Linked DNA regions of Mus musculus: region 2 is linked to region 1. The links are chromatin contacts, called in public Hi-C maps. All regions are on one chromosome and are shown on one strand. Each heading gives the region's core, a stretch centred on a gene start, on an enhancer-like site or on the middle of the called end of the contact. The rest is flanking DNA. Distances are from core to core; before and after follow the strand shown. Region 1 overlaps Qk (quaking). Region 2 overlaps Pacrg (PARK2 co-regulated).

Region 1 (2,593 bases), core at 42-2,541:
TTTTAAATGGCAGGATTTTACAGTGTTTACATGCAAGTGCATTTTATAAGTGTTCTATATGTGTAAATTAGTATTTTCAACTGGAAAATGTTGGCTGGTGCAAAAGGCCTGGCCTTTTTTCTGGTTCCCATGATGTTGCCTACACTGCTAGACTACAGTATTGCTTTGTATCATGAGGCCAAGAAATTCCATGTTGTTTGTAAATAGAATAATTGAAAAAGCAATAAACATTTATTGAACAAAAGAAACTTTGTTTGGCCCAGAGTTTATGTTGAACCAAATTGTTCATAGCAATTTAAATTTCTTTAGATCCATTTCTGTTAATCATCAGTTATTAATAATCACATCCATCATTAATAGTTGCTTTATTGCTTGCATCTGAGAGAATACTAATGCTTAATAGCAGTCAGATACTTATAACTGCACTGACTGTTCAGAATTCTTTATACCAAACCTGTTCATCATTGTTTCCAATTTCCTTCATTGACTGCTACTAACTATTAGTTGTTAGCTGTATTTTATTTCTATTTTTTTCTTTTAACAAGTCGGGTTTTTCAAATTATTTTTTGTGGGAGTGGGCTCTTCTTCATTTGTTCAAATCATGATATGAAATTGTCATGATTTTTATTGTATTCTGTAGATGGTGTCAATCAGTTTGTCAGAATTCAACATGCCTTTTTTTTATTAGTTGTGATTAGTTTTCATGTTGTCATTAAGCTGTCACTAGCTGAAACTAATCTCTTCTCTATCTTTTCTTTTCTTTTTTTGTTTTGTTTTTTGTTTCTAACCACCCAGCCGCCACCGGCAACTAACCTATGACCTTCTGACCTCTGAACTCTTCACCCAATGATGACCTGACCATGCCTGCCTGCTGATCAGTTAACTGGTAATCGCCTTTGCTTGCCTGTCGTCAGTGCAGCGAGCTGAGGCACTTGTCCGTTCGTCTTACCATCTAACCAAACAAAAGACAAAGAAATTGTCCTCCAACTCAGCTTTTCCCCCCCTGTTTGGGTGAAAGTGGTTCTAGAACCTGCACTGAATAGTAGTAAAGCAATAAGGCCCGATTCATCCCACAGCACTGATCATCTCTCAATGCCCCACCCCAAGCGAACGGTAAGAAGGCCTCTCTTAAGAAGGGGAGACAGATGGCCCTAACTACTCAGTGACAGAGGCAGTTACTGTGAGAGACTTGTAGGAATTTTTTTCTTCTCCTAGCGAAGTCAAAGCTCTCTCTGAATGTACTGTGTGACAATGCATCATGCATGAACCTTCGGTCAGGGATGTCGTTGGGGAAGTGACTTCAAAAGTATTCAAAATTTGACATGCTGTTTGTTTAGTCACTACAGTGCCCTCAAAGGGCAGACATTGCAGCCTTTTTATATTGCCTGCCAAAATTTGAAGTATTAGAACAAAGTGTGCCATGAGAGAAAAACTTAACAAGGAGTTTTGAAAAGAAATGCAAAGAACAAAACTACAACACTATTTTTTAAAAAGTTGAGTATCTGAGTTAAAATTTCCAAATCTTTATTTTACACCACCTTAAAAATTATATGAGAACAAGGTACATGCATTATGTGTCACATTACTGGGCAAACTGTTCAAATATTTTTTTTAAACCTCCCTGTATAGAAAATATCATTAAGGATGTAAAAGCCATGCTTGCCTATTTGCTGTATACATGTAATGAAATTGTAGATAAAGTGTAGTGCATTGAAACAAATGAACAAAAAAGTAGATACTTTTACTATACAAGGGTGCTGGTGCAGAAAAAAATATATATATTTTTGGAAATGTAGCATTTTATACTTTCAAGTGTTATAAAAAAAAAGAAAAAGAACAAAGAAACCCTTTATTTCATTAAATGATTTTTTCTGGTGGTTGTCAAGAAACAAAAGACCAAAAGAGCCTTTTTGTCTTTCTTTTTTATTTTTTAAGTATTGGAATAAGTCTAATGAAAAAGAAAGTGCCTTATTTTTCTTCATGGTCATTTAGTCAAGTGTCCTGTAAGATCAGCTCCTCCCTCAGAATAAAGTTACTGCATGTTCCTCAGTCGCCCAGTATGTGAAAGGAGATATGAGAGGAGACAAATGAGTTGATGGTCTAAATTATAAGATTTGTGTCACATTATCTTGATGCCAGTTTGCCAAATCTGATACTGTGAAAAAATTTGATAGCTTTTCTAATGTCTGACTAGTAAATTTTAAAATGTCATTCTTTTACAAATCATAATTAGTACTTTTGGTTATTACCGTCTTCAGTGTTAGCCCAAAGATTCTGAGGTTTAGAAAAAAATTATGTAAGATCTGAACATCAGTTTGCAGACAAAATTAAATTAGAGCTTTATTTTATTTGGAGAAGAGGGATACAATGGAATTTTTCCTTACCAATTAGAAATAATTGTAATGCCTAAAAAACTTTTTCACAAAAATGAATCTTTGAAATTTTTTATTGTTGAAAAAGTGTTAAGTAACATAAATCTAATCAGATATCTTATGTAGTCCATCTCTGCTGGCTTTAGTAACTGCTCCTAAACTTTTTAACTCTAAAGGAGCGTGGAAAGCCCGCATCACAGTGTTCAGTGACTGCTCTGCTC
Region 2 (2,593 bases), core at 25-2,524, 200 kb before region 1:
TGGTCCCTGGTAGATGGCCCCACTTGCAAGAATATGATATATATATTTATTTATATAGAGATTTATATATACATATATAATGTGGAATTATATATTCTTTATTATTTGCATATAATATATAATATATTTTATATATAATACATATATAATATAGATAATATATAATCAAACATTTCAAGAGGATACAAAGTAGGGAAGGTGGGCAAGGAGGCAGACATGGAGGAGCTAGAGGAGAATTGAATACAATCAAAATTTATTGTGTAAAATTTTCAAAGTATTAATAAAATATTTTTTAAAATAATAGCTTAGGCAACATAATGAGACCAGCACCTGGGCCCTGGGCTCACTTTATCTCTTGCTGATATCACATAAGCCACTTAAGGAGGAAGGCAGTTTTAGCTGTAACTGCTACCATAAGAAATAAAAATAGAAATGATAGATAGATAGATAGATAGATAGATGATAGAAAGATAGATAGATAGATAGATAGATAGATAGATAGATGATAGATAGATGATAGATAGATAGATTATCTATAGATAGATAGATAGATAGATAGATAGATAGATAGATAGATAGATAGATGATAGATCGATAGATAAGAGATAGATGATAGATAGATAGATAGATAGATAGATAGATAGATAGATAGATGATAGATCAATAGATAGATAGATAGATGATAGATAGATAGATACATAGATAGATAGATAGATAGATAGATAGTGAAATCACAAGTCTTCTCCTTTGCTATTATTTTGTTGGATTTCACTATACCTAGCCTGGCCTTGAACTTGGTATCCTGCTCCCTCTAAGTCTATAGTGGAATTACAGGTATAAGCCACCACATCCCAAGAGGTCACAGGGGCTTTTGATTTCATCAAGAACCAGATGCATGCCTTTTCTGATCCAGAAACAATTGCATTTTTTTCCATTGATGTTCTCAATTCCACTTTGTGTTACTTGAGCAAGCTCACCCAGCTACAACAGACAAGAGTCCTTCCTGGCTGCCCTCTGAGACCAGCACCCACACGGCCTTGGTGTCCAAAGGCACTTTGGCACTTTGTTTCCTATTGAACACTCCCTCACTGGGGAAAGCTTGGATCAGGATTTGGCCTTGGGTCACATTCAAGTACTCTGTATGCAAATCGGCTAATTGAGACCACATGCTTTCTACGCACCAGCAAGGCAGAGGGGATGGAGGGTATCACCACCATAATACCCAGCAGTGCTCCATTTCAAAGCCTGCTTTCCAGCTGTCATTCAGCCCCTGGTGTGAGAGAGCCAGTTTGCCTCCAGCACTGGTATTGCTCAAGGCAAAGGCCAACTCGGCTCTGCCTGCTCACTGCTCTCTGTATCCCTGGCACACTTCCTGATTTCTTCAGTTATTTCAAGGTCTATCAGACACTTGGGAGGCAACACCAATCCCTTTTCTTATTAAGTTTCATGAGTTACAGAAAGTCTGAACCTCTAGAAGCTAGCAAATTGGGCAAGAAGAGACAGGCAACAAAAGTCTAGGCATCATCAGAGCCCCCCTCCTCTGTTATTGTTTTCTTCGGCATTTCTAGTACACTTATTATTTAACTTTCTGTTTTAGTTTTTGGATGTGTAGAGGTAAGGGTTTGCCACATCGCATACGGAGGGCAGAGGACAGACTGTGGAAATCATTTCTTACTTTCCTTCCTGCAGATCTCGTGTCGTCAGGGTATCGCGACCAAGCAAGCCATCTCACCATCCCTCACCCACCATCTTTCCTGGCCCTTACAGAATGTTTGAGGCCATTGCAGGCCCAAGGGGTGGAGGTAGGGCAGGCACCTATTTGTCATCCTCACTGGTGACATTGCCCCCAGATGTGAGATCCTGTCCTGATTAGTCCTGAGGGCCAGGCCACCACTGCAGCCTGGGGCCATGATATGTCAGCGTTAACATAGACACTTCTTTCTTAGCATGGGCCTTTGTATTTGTCAGTGTCAGAAAGAGCCACCGAGTTCATCCTTTGTGTGTCAGGGAAGGACCTGAAGCCAGCACTTAATTATTTTCTGTGTATTTCTCATGATTTAAATAAGGCTTTTATTTCCAAGTAATAGTGGCTGTGACTGTTCCCGAGACTATCTTTCCACTTACCATTAGAGTATTACCAAAAAAACAGCATTCAACACAGAAAAACCCAAATCTGAATGGAGTATTCTCTGAGCCAAGTGACCATCCACACACTGCTTTGCTTCGCCTGTCTCTCACCTAAGACTCCCGTAGGCGGCTCGCTAAAAGAAGTGGGCCAGGGACCATGTCCAGTGGGCAGTGACTGTAAGGCACTTCAGGAGCCACGCGTGCTCCCATGGGTGTTGTTGATCATTTGCTCTGTATAAAAGGCAGCCTATGGAGAGAGAGTCCCTTCCCCAGCTGGTGAGCTCCCCTAAAGGCAAGGGCCTAGGGTATTTATTCACTTACCATCCCTTCAACCTGCAGGGCCCAGCAGAGTTTTCCCTGTGCACAAAGAACACCCTGTAACATTAGCTACAGATCCTCCCAAGGCCAAGGGTAGGCTCAGCCCCAAGGAGCAAGGCTTCAAAGCCAATCCCAAGCCTGGCTTAAG

Evidence for each region. Hi-C and Micro-C count contacts between places; a contact is called where the count stands out from the background.
Region 2: a contact with region 1 is called in a Hi-C map of liver, with 1.5 times the contacts expected there. The contact joins two enhancer-like sites. A contact is called at or near these places in 2 of 484 Hi-C or Micro-C datasets (Sertoli cells and liver), 1 of 115 datasets of contacts at active chromatin or transcription factors (microglia) and 1 of 9 other capture datasets (adipose tissue).

What each region holds. Positions count from the first base shown.
Region 1 is chr17:10,207,834-10,210,426 of GRCm38.p6, reverse strand. It overlaps Qk (quaking), which reads left to right. Exons shown (of 8, transcript NM_001159517.1): 8 at 796-2,593. The coding sequence ends at 812. Among named protein-coding and RNA genes, the nearest start is that of Gm34972, 63 kb to the right of the region's middle. Within about 2 kb of position 1,291, at least 16 of the 459 cell types and tissues checked have an H3K27ac peak or open chromatin away from gene starts, as enhancers often do. A contact at or near this core is called in liver, where this site is marked.
Region 2 is chr17:10,407,487-10,410,079 of GRCm38.p6, reverse strand. The region is part of intron 4 of Pacrg (PARK2 co-regulated); the gene reads left to right. Among named protein-coding and RNA genes, the nearest start is that of Gm39565, 37 kb to the right of the region's middle. Within about 2 kb of position 1,274, at least 31 of the 459 cell types and tissues checked have an H3K27ac peak or open chromatin away from gene starts, as enhancers often do. A contact at or near this core is called in liver, where this site is marked.